3 separate regions of the Mus musculus genome follow, and all the other regions are linked to region 1. A link is a contact called in public Hi-C data. All regions are on one chromosome and are shown on one strand. The core of a region is the stretch at or near the end of the contact, and the rest is flanking DNA. Distances in the headings are between cores, read along the strand shown.

Region 1 (4,597 bases), core at 671-3,170:
TCTAATTACAGAATTATATATAATCTTCAAACATTAAAATACTATGATCTCTACTATTAAAGGTAAACTGCTCTCATAAGTGTTCTCTGTAGATAAAGGCAGGATTCAAAATACTTAGCATCTAGTTAGGGTTTTATTAAGTACTTTTTTGTGTATGTTTGTACACTAAGGAGCTAAAGTATGTTGCCTTACAGAAGATTTTCACAATCTCACTAAAAGTAACAGGAGTCATTCTGAATGGTTCACAGGCAGATGATCCTTTAAATTGGTTTTTCTGGAAATCTGTTCAATTTGGGAGTACATGAAATTGAAATATCTCGAGGACAGCTTTGCTTCCCCTCTTTGTTGCTCACTGTCCTCTCATCAGAATCTGTCAGTTGATTGTAGAATGTGTTCTGTTTTGACCAATTCAACATGCTGTAGATTACCCTGTAGCTGCATTGTGACTCTCAGACTGGAACAGTAATGGTCCTCTTTAGCTTGCATGAGTGTATTTAATTGCAGTGATCTGTCTGAACAGATCCATGGTGACAGGAGGCAGATGTCCTGAGAGTCTTTAATTCTCAGGTTGAGTTGTCATGGTGGACAAACTCTCCATTATGCATAGAATCTGATTTGGAAACCTAAAGCACAAATCTTCAGTAGAACTTTCAGATTGCTCTTACAAGGGAAACCAATACTGTAGAACTAATTAATAAATATGAGTCCTAAGTTTATTTATTTAACTTTTCCTACTCATTAATGTGACAGATAAAGTGGGAAAAGACAGATATAATAGTACTATCATATATATATGATATATATGCATATATATACACACATATATATTTACATACATATATACATTTATACACACACACATACACATTTGCTATGGCAAGTCTTCTAAAGTCTGTGGAGGAATTTTGAAGAATATGAAAGGCTACTCAAATATTAGGCATACTTAAGTTCATTACATCTTCTTTGCAGCACTTACATAGATGTTGTGGCTAGTCAGGTATTGTATGCTGCCTCAGTCAAATGGCATTACCATAGTTTATGCTATGTGCTTCCACTGGCAGGTATACTTCTAGTGTACCTGACAAGATGAAGAGAAAGCTTTTAACACAAGCTGTTCTCACTCTGATCAGATATACCATTTGATCTAGTGTAAAAGGAAAAGTCTCTATGTCTTCAGCTTAATCAAATAATCAAGTGGCACCCTTCAATTCTTTATCAAACAATAAATCGAATGTAAATTTTCCCTAAATTGTTTCTTTCCTTAATAGTAGGCTTCTTGATAATTCTCTGCTACTTCTTTCTCACCTCCTTTCTGGTTTTCTCATTTCTAATGTTGGTATGTTCTCCTAAGGCGCCTGGCCTCTGCCATAGTTTAAAGCTCATCTGTGTTACAATATTCACCTTCAGGACCCACTGCTAAGTCCCTTCCACCATCCGAGGAATAAAGGATGCTTCAGATAAAGCACATTCCTAGAAACATCACAAAAATCAAAATAGCAAGGCTGATGACATTTTTTCTGATTACTCAGTTTTTTGCTGACTTGGATTTGATATCCTGTTTAATAAAAGCAACAATAGCAACAACAGTGAAAGGTGGAGGTGTTTGAAGAAAAAAAAATCGTCACAGTGCATAGGATTACCCCACCCTTCCTTCGCCATTCTGCTAATCAAATCGGTGATGCAATCGTCTGCTTTTCCCAGAAGGCCCCCCTCTCTCCATAGTGACAGAGAATACATTTGATGCTTCTTGCCGTGCCCTAGATCCCTGACCCCTCATCCCTTTAAACAGTCCCCGCTGCTAAAAAGAACCCCAATGACCCTGCGGCATTTAGCTTCAGCTGAGTCGCCCCCCCTCCCCCATGCCATTGAATTGCAAATCTGGGCATGCCTCAGTGAGAGCACTTCAATTCCTCATCTGCATCTTCACTCCCCTCCCCCTCAGGGACAGAAAAAACCCCAAGGAAATATAGCCAGCCACAGCTAGGCTGAGGCTCTGATCAGATTAACTCCTAGTTTAATAAGACATGTGGTGAGCCACCAGCTGCTCCATCCCATTGCACTTAGTGAAGGACCAACGGGTCTTGAAGGTCCTTATTTGCAAGAGTTGAGACAATGTGTGGGACTTAGGAACCTGTTTCTCCAGATTTCTCTGGCTCCCCAAGTCTGCGAGCTGAAGGACTCTTTGAAGGTTTCAGTGCATTAGGCTTAAAACCTAAGAAGAAACCTGAGAATTCTTATAGTGTAAAGCCCAGTCAACTCCGTTTTTTGAAGAAACTCCATTTTGTGTGAGACCAGAGGCTAAACTCCAATTCCAGGAAGAAAATCAGAGTTCTCCTGAGCAACCAACCTATGGCAACCCACACTCCTTAGCAACAGCTAGTCAGGCTGCAATAGCAGGGTCAAGGTGCATATAGATAACTTTAGACATCCTTCAGAGAATACATAATTTAGCCATTCTGCTTATCAGGTAGTTCTGTCCCCATGTTCAGGTGTACATAGTGCCCATACACACATACATGTAGGCAAGCACTCACACACATGAAATCAAATGAATGAATTTTTAAAACTATTATCTTGATTTATCTTTACACTTTTAATAACAGGAAAGGATGCCAGGAGTCTTAAGAGATAGAAGTCTGTTAGGACTAAGCGATTATAAAGGTTTTAAAATCCCTAACTTTGCCATGTCCTAGTGTTATGCTCAAGTTGTAGGTACCCCAAAGACTACCCAATGATGCCAGGGGAGGGCATCTGATCTGCAACGGGAGTTACAAAAGGTTGTGACCCACATACAGTTGCTAGGATCTGAACCTGGCTCTTTTGTAAGAAGAGTAAGTGCTCTTAATCCCTGAGGTATATCTCTAGCATCAAGACAAGCTAATTCTTTTTTTTTTTTTTTTTTTTTGGTTTTCGAGACAGGGTTTCTCTGTATAGCTCACTGTGGAACTCACTTTGTAGACCAGGCTGGCCTTGAACTCAGAAATCTACCTGCCTCTGCCTCCCGAGTGCAGGGATTAAAGTCCTGTGCCACCACACTAGGCCACAAGCTAATTCTTCTCTCTCTTTTTTTAAATTAGGTATTTTCCTCATTTACATTTCCAATGCTATCCCAAAAGTCCTCCACTCCCCTACCCACCCACTCCCACTTTTTGGCCCTGGCATTCCCCTGTACTGGGGCATATAAAGTTTGCAAGTCCAACGGGCCTCTCTTTCCACTGATGGCCGACTAGGCCATCTTTTGATACATATGCAGCTAGAGTCAAGAGCTCTGGGGTACTGGTTAGTTCATAATGTTGTTCCACCTATAGGTTTGCAGATCCCTTTAGCTCCTTGGGTATTTTCTCTAGCTCCTCCATTGGGGGCCCCGTGATCCATCCAATAGCTGACTGTGAGCATCCACTTACGTGTTTGCTAGGCCCCGGCGTAGTCTCACTAGAGACAGCTATATCAGGGTCCCATCAGCAAAATCTTGCTAGTGTATGCAATGGTGTCATCGTTTGGAGGCTGATTATGGGATGAATCCCTGGATATGGCAGTCTCTAGATGGTCCATCCTTTTGTCTCAGCTCCAAACTTTGTCTCTGTAACTCCTTCCATGCGTGTTTTGTTCCCAATTCTAAGAAGGGGCACAAGCTAATTCTTAAAGCTGCTCTGTTCTTAGACTTCCTTGGGATCCTCAGGACCTGGAAGACTAGATAGACAAGATACCACGAGAGCCAAAGTTACGATTAAAGTTTTAATTATTATGCCCACATGTGATTAAGCACATCCAGTATAGTTGGGTCAAACAAAGGTAATTTGTGGCCATTTTCTGGAGATCTAGAGATGTACCTTAACAGAGAGTCCATCCATCTGGTTAGTATTTAACTACATCTTGCTTCAGATTTGGCTTTAAATCATGGTGGTGGTGGTGGTGGTGGGTCTGATTCTGCACTGGTGGGATTAATTACACCTTGAGGAAAGCATGAAGAGAAGACCACAGTATTGCCTCTTCATAACTGTTTGAAGAGTGCTCACCAGACGAAGACACTCTGGTGAGTAAGGACAGTCAGTGACTGACAGCAGAGAACTCATCCACATGGGAAGATGATGGCTCATCCTAATCCACTGTGGTCACAACATAATTAAGATTCATCCACACGAAGTATTATGGGTTTTCAGAGTCCAGGCTCGGAGATCTATTTCAGGAAAAAGACTGCCATGCTCTATGTGCAGACTGAGAACAATGAATAGCTCTACTGTCTTTATATAGCTGAGCCTTTATTGCTAAACATCTTAGACTGCTTTGCTCTGCATCTTAACCAAGAATCTGAACTGGGATGATTCTTCCAACGTCAAGGTTGATGATTGAAGAGAAGTCCCTTGAAGTAATTTACTATTTAAGAACAATAGAATAGAATATCAGAGTCTGTTGAATCTGCCATGAGAAATTCTCAGTCTTAATATTCATCAAAAGTGTAGGTGGACTCAGCAAAACCAGTGTATCTTGTTGTATATCTAGTAAAAAGAAATCAACATTATTTTTAAATATTAAATGTGCATCTGCTTTTGAAGACAAGACAAAAAAATCAGGGTAGACTTGAACTTTGTATGCTGAT
Region 2 (4,597 bases), core at 1,387-3,886, 210 kb before region 1:
AGGACTCTGCAGAGTCTTTGCCTTAAAAACCACGTCATGGTCCACCAACACAATGTGGTAAGGCAGAGTAAAAAGAAGGCAAGAGAAAAACAGGAAATTATACTCTCACAGGAAATTGTAGTAATAAAGCTGAAAAGCCAAGGAAGTAACTGGCCCGCAAGTCATAAAATCCTAATCATGTGGCAGGGACAAATTGAAGCTCAGTCGCCTGCAGAGCTTCACATTGTTCTTCCAGTCATTACTCACTTCTAAATTCGAGCCTTTGTGACTTCAAAGTCATAGGATCATTTCACAGTTGGAGTAACTAAGGCAAAAAGAAATTAGGTAGCATACTTCAAGTTTCACCTTAAAGACTGCCTAGGACATGGGTCTCCTGACTTGGATCAGCAAAGACATTTCCCCAGTAATTGAAATTTCTTGGGATCAGTTTGCCAGGCCTTGTTTGCTTCACATTTTAATGTAATAAATTCTCCTCACAAAACCTTTCAAAAAAACAGTATGTCTTTTATTTATGGAGATTATAAGATAATTGCATCATTTCCCCCTTCCCTTTTCTCATCCAAACTCTCCCATATACCTCCTGTTGGGCTGTCTCAAATTCGTGGACATGTGGCCATTTTTGCAGATGAAGATCTAAAAATTGGAATTTTACTGTGAAAGTACCCACCTTACTCCACAAAGCAGGCTTGCATGCATGAAATAACTTTATTGTTTGAGTGTTAATATATCAGCGGCCTGAGAGGGGCAGGAAGAAGAACATGTTCTTTTTCAAGGAGAGTAGTTGCCTGGTAGTTGCCATAGAAACTGGAAACCGATGTACAGATATCCTGCTAGAAAATTTCCACATATTGAAGATGTCTTGCTGTCTGATCGATAGCTAAGAGAGTTTGATTAGCTTCATTAATTAAAGCAGAGGTACCTACAATGGAGAGAATGTGTCTTAGCTAATATGCAAATCTGTTTCTTGGGGTCTGAGAAAAATATCATGTAAGTGTTTTTAATGAAGCATAATGTACACAAGTGCACATATCATAAGCATAGAGCTTAATGAGATGCCTCATAGTGGATGCGGCTGTGCCTCTGATTCAATAGTAATAATATCAAAAATGTTAGTAACATTCTAGAAGCAATTTGTGTGCTCCCTTCTAGCCAGTGCTCTTCCAAAGAGGCTCCTAGCACTGTGTGTGTGTTACTTCACTGTTTGGAGGCTCTAGAGCAAGGGAGCATGCAGCATGCAGGTGTGTGTGTGTGTGTGTGTGTGTGTGTGTGTGTGTGTGTGTGTGGTTTGTTTTTTGTCTTAAGTCAGTTTTCTTACATTCAACATTACACCTGTGTGTAACATGACTAGGGTTTTTTTTTCCTGTACTTTTTAATTTTTATTTATTTATTTATTTATTTATTTATTTTATTTATTTATTTTGGTTTTTCAAGACAGGGTTTCTCTGTATAGCCCTGGCTGTCCTGGAGCTCACTTTGTAGACCAGGCTGGCCTCGAACTCAGAAATCCGCCTGCCTCTGCCTCCTGAGTGCTGGGATTAAAGGCGTGCGCCACCACGCCTGGCCTAATTTTTATTTTTAAAAGTATTTTTTTGTCTATAACATGTATTTTAGTGCTTGGTGCCTATAAGCAAACCGAGTATGCTTCCAAGTTTAAATGATTCTAAGATTAAGGAATGACAGCACTTATTTGAATTTCTTGACATTGGCTCACGCCTTTAATCCCAGCACTTGGGAGGCAGCGGCAGGCAGATTTCTGAGTTAATCTCATCTCATTAATCCCAGCCTGGTCTACAAAGTGAGTTCCAGGACAGCCAAGGCTACACAGAGAAACCCTGTCTCGAGAACCAAAACAAAAAACAAAAACAAAACAAAACATAAAACAAAACAAAACAAAATTTCTTGACTTGAAACCCAAGCTGAATTTATGAGTTCAGAGAGAACCAATTGTTCATAGCCATAAACTATAGTGACGCCAGCTAGAGATTGCTTATGTATTGTTGAATACCCACTATGCATGAATCTTTGAAGGTATTCTGATAGTTATGAAGGCAAGTAAAGGAGGAGGAGGAGGAGGAGGAGGAGGAGGAGGAGGGGTGGCAGTGGCTCATATTCTCAAGGAGTCTATCAGTCTTATCGGGGAAACAGAGCACTAAACTCAAATGATTATTCCAGGCAAAATTAAGAATCTACAAAACAGAAACAGCTGAGAAGATGCAGGCGCATCGATAAAGCATGACCCATCTCCCAGAAACCTATAAAAGTCCCATTGAGATAAACTTTGAGCTTCCTCTAACCTTCCAGCTTCTAAGATTTCATTAAAATTCTCTGTACAAAAGTAGGATCTTTATTCCCACTGGCTAGCCATTAGAGTTTATGGCTGTTCAGCGTATCCAGCACTTAGTCAAGAGGGGGCAGCATTCATCCTTTTTCTGAAACGAGTAGAACTCTGGCTGCCTGTCTTTCTAGGAAAAGAATACTTTAATCAGATAGAATTTCAGAGCATGCATATATTTTATGCCCCTGTTTTAATTGTTTGTTTATAGAGATGGTAACTGATGTGTACAGCTATGTTACTGAGACCAACAAATGAGTCCTGTTTAAGTAAGTGGAGCTGTGTCAGTGCCCAGAGATCCCCTTTCTCTGCCTTTGTCCCTTTCCTGGGCGTGGCAGCCTTGCTCAGACTCAGATTGCAAAAGGGCGGTGGCTGAAATGAACAAAAGAATTCAGACTTCTACTTTTCCCCAAAGAAAAGGCCAGCCAAGGGGAAGCCCCGGGAAAAAAAGGACTGTGTGTCTCCCATTGTTCTAACTATCTGATGCTTTCTTTCTTTTTCTTTCTTCTGAATGTTTGTTTACCTTAAACCTGTATTTGTAAGCATTGTTATTATAATAAAGGTAACTAAATAATCCCACTGGGGATTAGTGGCTGCCTTCTGTTTTAGGGGTGGTCTCCTTATCAACCAAGTAACCCTTAGAGCCCTTAGAGTTAAAGCAATGCATAGTGCCTGGTAGTTCTTTTCCAGCAGAAGCAGGGGCAGGGGCGTGGTAGTGAAAACTGAGAGAGGTTTAGCTGAAGCTATCAGACCACGTGTCTCTCTGACCTCCAACTGCCAGACCTCCAGATAACCAACTCCCTTTTGTTAGTGAGCCACTTTGATTTTAATGAGAGACATATAACCCCTCCCATGTTTTACGTGATTGACTTTGAGAAAATCAATGTTGATGGCCAAAAACGCCAAATTAACATCAGAGTAGATTTCCTTATACTGTATACAGCCTTAAATAGCCCTCTGAATGACATTTTGTTTTTTATTTAAGGAGTAGACCTTAGCCAAATGTCCTTGAATGATAAAAGAGAGTTGGCCCTCCCCATAATTAGCTTTTGTAAATATCAAGTCAAGGGTCAGAGCAAAGGTCATCTGATTTCTTTCTTTTGTGTAGAACAAGGGGCTTTAGTGACCATGACTGATTTTAGATCCAGCAAAGAATGAGGTCATTGCTTTTTACACAGACTGCATTGGATGAATCACAGAAACCATGGCAGTAACGTGAATACCAAATAATAACTGATAATTTGCGTACCAGTTACAAATACGCCTAATCTTAGATCTAGTAAAATGCTTTACTCTGTCAAGGAAATGAGGCTGCGGGATCAGCTCCTGAAAGGATTGCCAGTGACCTCATGCAGCTGTGATGTGAAGCTACAAAGCACTTGTCACATGCCACAGCTGAGGTCAGAAGTAGATCCTATCCAGGGACTTCACAGAGGGCGATAAAAAAAAAACCTCCGACTTTTAACTCTTTCAGCACTAGTCACGTAAACGCTACAATATATAAAATTTCAAGCTCATTTGAGAAATAAGACAAAAAATATTTTCATTTCTTTTGAAATTAAGCATCAGGGTTTGGAAACCACTTCTACTTAAACCAAACAGTGATTTCAAATGTGTTCATCAAGTGATGCTTTAGACTTTCCTTTTTAGAAAAAAAAAAAAAAAAAAGAAATAAAAAGGAAAAGACAGAACTGCTCCTCGATATGGGGGAGGAGGGATGTCATTGTAGATGAAAGGGGGAGCTTAGCCAGACTCAGAGACATCTGGGAGAATCCCGAGTGGACATGACCCTGAGCCATCGGAGTATGGGAGGGAGGAGAAGGGAGAGGAGAGAGAGGGAACCAGTTGCAGCAACCTATAGGGCAAAGATACAAAAAGTGTGGGTAACCAAAATGGCTGGATCATATAGGGGGGAGCAATCCAGCCCCCTGGGCTAGAGAGTTCAGGGTAGGGGGCAGAGATGCAAACGAGGAAGAACTTGTAGCAGGTAGGGGCTGAAGAACGCTGGGAGAACATGGATGCCACATTTGCTTTGATATGTTAAATAGGCACTTCAGCCATTTGTCCCAGAATTTGAAATTTAATATAAACCATCCTATCTTGGGATGGTAAGGTCTGAAAAATCTCTCCAGGATGTAAACACTGTGGTTGTAAAATGAGGACAATATCAGGCGAGCTGGTACAGCTGGGCAACCCTCCCTGGACAAGGTCTTGGAGGTCATTTAATCTAACTGCCTTATTTCACAATGAGGAAAACTTTGGCCT
Region 3 (4,597 bases), core at 1,283-3,782, 130 kb after region 1:
TGAGCCGAGAGAAATCTCTCTTCTGGTAAAGTGCTTCTGTCAGGCGTTCTGTCGGAGCAACAAGAAAACTAATACACAAGGTATCCTAAAGAATCTGTTAAGTACATTTTGACTCACTAGATCTGCTGATATTCATCATTTTTAAGCAAGCATCCAAGCTATCTTGTCTAGCAAGTTCCTATAAAACATTAATTGGCAATTGGTATGTGTGGTGGTTTGTATCATATTTAAATACTTTGTCCCCATTTGGTTGAACTGTTTGAGAAGGATTTGAAAGTGTGGCCTTTGAAGGAAGCATGGCAGTGAGCATGAGCCTTGAGGTTTTAAAAGGCTACACTGTTCCCAGTTCTCTCTCTCTCTCTCCCTCTCTCTCTCCCTCTCTCTCTCCCTCTCCCTCTCCCTCTCCCTCTCCCTCTCCCTCTCTCTCTCTCTCTCTCTCTCTCTCTCTCTCTCTCTCTCTCTCTCTCCTACTTGTGGATCAAGATGTTAAGCTCTCAGCTACTGCCCCAAATCTATACCTGCCTGTCTGCTGCCATGCTTCCCACTATGATGGTCATGGACTCTAATCCCCTGGAACCATTCAAATTAAATGGCTTCTTTTATAAATTTCCTTGGTCACACTGTTGCATCACAGCAATATAAAGGTAAGTAAGACAGAGAGGCAGATGACAAGATGATAACAGAGTAGAATCCAGAGAGGATAAAGAAGGAGGGGGAGAAAGAAATATCTTGGAATCAAAGGAAGAAAGTTTTATACAGAAGGACGTGTTCAAAAATGTCAAAGGATGCTAGCAAGGAAGTAGAAGCTGACTGGTAAATGTCATCTGAAATTGGCAATTTGAAGGTAATATTGAACTTTGTCGTGATAGTTTTGCACTGTGAAGAGGACAGAAATAAATTCTAGTGGGGAGCTAAGGAAATGCCTGGTGAGGAGATGGAGATAGTATGGGCTACTTCTTGTAAACAACACATAGAAAAACTTGTCCATCAAAGGAAAAGACAGACTCAGTGATAAGAGAGGCAAGTGGTTGATGAGGTGGCACCATATTTAAGATAGAAAAAAACACTATGTGGTAGGCAGAATAATTCCCAAAGGGATGTAGTGGGTGTAATTAAATTGATGTTTGAAATGGAGATGCTGATCTGCACTACCTAGGTGTACACCGTGGACACAGACATCTTTAAAAGAAGGCAAAGAGGATAAGATCAGGAAAGGAGATGGGACAACGGAGATTGGAGTGATGCTGTTGCTGGTTAGGGATTCTAGAGGGCGGAGAGTCAAAGTACACCGGCATGCTCTAAAACCACCACAGATGCCTTGGTTCTGATCCAGTGAAACCTCTGATGCCCTTCTAGATATGTAACATAGTAAAGTTATATTGTTTTCAGCAAATACATTTTTGTTCATTTGCTGCAGCTGTGACAGAGACCAACAAACAAACAAACAAAAATATATTTGAGTATGCCAAGGGAGAGGGCTCCAAGGGAGGAGGAAGCGACATCTTTCCCACTGCAAGGGGAAAACTCACATCTCTATCAATAGAGAAAAGCAAAACAATTTTATCTAACTAAAGTTGCACAACATACTAGGAACTTCAGAAGAGAAGACACAAAGTTCCAGAACAAACTGTTTCAGTGGACCCAGAAATATGACTGAAGAGCAAAGGCCATGCAAGACCTACTGACAGTAAACTGGGGAAGCCAGCAGAGGTCTGTTTGTAGTCTTCTACTGAACCTTCAGGTCGATGACAGAACTCACTCTGGAAAAGGGCTTTGAGACCTCCGGAAGAGGCAGACCATGACAGGATCATGCTTCAGGACAGATGGGTTTGAGTAAGAGCGTCAAGGTGCCGTTCTGGACTTAGAGAGCCAGATATGAATGAAGGTGTCTATCAATCAGGAGAAGGGGTAACAGAGTCCTGGAGGTACAAGGAGTTTTCTCCATGCCTTCAGGTCAGGTGGGGGTGGGGGGCTATGCACTAAATTCTCATGTACAGCTCTGTCTGCGGCATGGGGTGATGCAGAGTGTACATGAAAAGAAAATGGAGTAGCCGGTAGCAAAGACTTCGTTCTCTTGTTCGTTTTAAATGCTTTTAAAAAATGCTTTGCTTTTATGAGAAGTGTAGTCGGGACTTCATTGTAAAGTCATCCCTAAACAATCTCCATATTTAACAGACCTCTGTTGGATGCTGACAGACTAGGGGCCATAGACCTGGACCTTGAGATTTCTTGTTTGGTTCCAAGGTCTCCTCTGAACGGTGTTAAACTGAAATAAAAATTGAGAGAGAATCTGAACCCTTAGCTCCTTTTATCTTAACTCATACCACTCTGCCTAAATTCTCTCCCCTCCTCATCAGATTCACGTTAATCAGGAGACCTCTTTTTTCTTGCAGCTCCCTAAGGCCCTGCTTCACCTAGAAGAGAGAACCTGGCTCCAGGATGCAGGAAACTGCTTCTGGTTTCCATGGAGACCCTGTTTGAAGTCAATGGCTGCTCCAGGAGGGAGGGAAACCAGGACTTTTGTATTTAAAGGATGGAGAGTCTGGGAAGGAGGAGGGTTAAGAAAAGGGAGTAAGGCAGGCCGATAGTGAGGCTGATCCAGCCTGTGTTCGAGGTTTCAAACAGAGGAACAGGAAAGTTCAGCTAGGTTATTCAAGCGCCTTCCACTTTGAGGATGAATCAAAACGGAAGCTCTGGGGGTGGGGGAGGTGGTGAGGGCTGCTTATTGCGCATGTGAGAAATACCCTGCAAAGGCTCCTTTCTGATATCAGTATGTAGGGGACTGAATTACTTAGGCAGCTGGAAGTCCCTGTCCTTGTGGGTGGCTCCTTCCCAAGCAGCTTGAGAGTTTTCTCTTCTCCCCAAGTCAATTCTTAAAGGTTCCTACTGCCATGAGGGGGCTGAGCCCTCTCCTTCCTTCTTCCGCACCTCCCCCCCCCAGAGGGTAACTAAATACAAACCTTGGCTAAAGGCTTTCCAAAGCTTCACGCTTCAGATTAACTGCTATTTATTTGCCTTGTCTCTGTCTACCAAGAGACAGGGGGCAGGATGGGGGGAGGTACTCTGGCGGAATACACGCTAAAATTGAATTGCATGAGGATTCAGATGACGTCATCTTGGATAAAGGTCTGACCCAGTGAATGTTAAATGTAGCTGAGCGACTAAATCCTTTGAGAGAATCAGTAGCGAAGACCTCTCTGAAAGGACCATGCCTCTTGTTTAAAATATTAAGCATGTGGCTCAGATGATCTCTGGCTGCAATTCCCAGGGCGCTGGTGGAATCTCGGTTTTCTGCTATAATCACTTGAACATTGCTTACTGCCCTAGATAACTGCAGTCATGTGACGCTTGCACACACACACACACACACACACACACACACACACACACAAGAGGCGGGGCGGGGTTTGAATAAAAGAAAAGAAAGAAAGCCATCACAAGTTATCAGTGTCTGCCAATTTTAGGGAATGAAACCATGTCAGTTCAAAAACACTTTCTGAGGTGTGCTGCAGTCTGAATGTGCCTAAGGAGTAAGGGGTGGTTTTTCCTTCAAGGTCCTTATATTTGGATGGGAACAGCAGTAGTCATAAGCATGCAGAGGAGCTGGGTAGAAGTCATTAATGAGCCGGGCTTTTAATCCCAGCACTTGGGAGGCAGAGGCAGGCAGATTTCTGAATTCGAGGCCAGCCTGGTCTACAGAGTGAGTTCCAGGACAGTCAGGGCTACACAGAGAAACCCTGTTTCGAAAAACCAACCAAACAAACAAACAAAAAACAAAAACAAACACAAAAACAAACAAACCAAAAAACCAAAAAAAAAAAAAAAAAACAACCAAACAAAAAAAACCCAAACAAACAAAAAAAAGAAGTCATTAATGATATGGGAACTCCAAGGAAAGGTTAAATTGATAAAGAATAAAGGCAACTCAATTTACATAGGCACCTTGGAGTTCCCAGAACTCACACTGGTTGGCCCACAGCAGCCTATAATTCTAGCACAAGGATATACATTTATATTTCAACATTCTTATAAAGTAAAGCATGTGTTGAAGATGAGGAAGCAGTATATACGTATGGAAGACTTTGCAGATCTCTTGGAACAAGGCAACACTAAAATAAAAGAACCATTCGTGCTCGACAGAGCTTGTCTTTAGAGGAGGGATGGTGTAGAAATGAAGAGGTGACTCCCACAATGCAACTGAAGATGCTTTTCGATTTCAAAAAAAATACCTGTCATTTACAGTCGGAGTTGAATGCATTAGCCTTGTAGTTTTTGCTCACAAATTGAGGAAAGTTTTGGAATAAGTTAAGGTACGTGGAAGGCAAGGGCTATTTCTTGGCTTGAATTTAGGAGGAAAATATCGAAAGGAAAAGGAATTAGAGGAGAGCAGTTATTTCTAGATGAATAAGAAAAGACATATGTGCTCAAATTAGTCATGGTTTCTGTGTCACGAAAATGTTAGTTACCAAGGTTTTGTTTCCAGCCCTGTTTGCTAAGGGACATACCTATAATAAAAACATCTCCAAAGAGTTTTGGCAATGCAGCTGAATATTAACGATTTGGGGATAAAAAACTCATAAAAGCACAGAATACCACA

The links. A called contact is a pair of places that touch in the nucleus more often than the background predicts.
Region 2: a contact with region 1 is called in a Hi-C map of the N1E-115 cell line, with 11 times the contacts expected there. The contact joins two enhancer-like sites. A contact is called at or near these places in 20 of 484 Hi-C or Micro-C datasets (the N1E-115 cell line, adipose-derived mesenchymal stem cells, cerebral cortex and 4 more), 10 of 115 datasets of contacts at active chromatin or transcription factors (embryonic stem cells, epiblast stem cells, extraembryonic endoderm stem cells and 1 more) and 2 of 9 other capture datasets (embryonic stem cells and embryonic tail).
Region 3: a Hi-C map of the N1E-115 cell line shows a contact between it and region 1, with 6 times the contacts expected there. The contact joins two enhancer-like sites. A contact is called at or near these places in 4 of 484 Hi-C or Micro-C datasets (the N1E-115 cell line, cerebral cortex, cortical neurons and 1 more) and 2 of 115 datasets of contacts at active chromatin or transcription factors (embryonic midbrain and embryonic stem cells).

Annotation. Positions count from the first base shown.
Region 1 is chr16:42,572,989-42,577,585 of GRCm38.p6, reverse strand. No RefSeq gene overlaps it. Among named protein-coding and RNA genes, the nearest start is that of Gm29960, 77 kb to the left of the region's middle. Within about 2 kb of position 1,920, at least 57 of the 459 cell types and tissues checked have an H3K27ac peak or open chromatin away from gene starts, as enhancers often do. A contact at or near this core is called in the N1E-115 cell line, cortical neurons, embryonic stem cells and 1 more, where this site is marked.
Region 2 is chr16:42,780,425-42,785,021 of GRCm38.p6, reverse strand. All of the region lies in intron 1 of 4932412D23Rik (RIKEN cDNA 4932412D23 gene), which reads left to right. Among named protein-coding and RNA genes, the nearest start is that of 4932412D23Rik, 93 kb to the left of the region's middle. Within about 2 kb of position 2,636, at least 134 of the 459 cell types and tissues checked have an H3K27ac peak or open chromatin away from gene starts, as enhancers often do. A contact at or near this core is called in the N1E-115 cell line, embryonic stem cells and stem cell-derived motor neurons, where this site is marked.
Region 3 is chr16:42,443,211-42,447,807 of GRCm38.p6, reverse strand. No RefSeq gene overlaps it. Among named protein-coding and RNA genes, the nearest start is that of Gap43, 100 kb to the right of the region's middle. Within about 2 kb of position 2,532, at least 66 of the 459 cell types and tissues checked have an H3K27ac peak or open chromatin away from gene starts, as enhancers often do. A contact at or near this core is called in the N1E-115 cell line and cortical neurons, where this site is marked.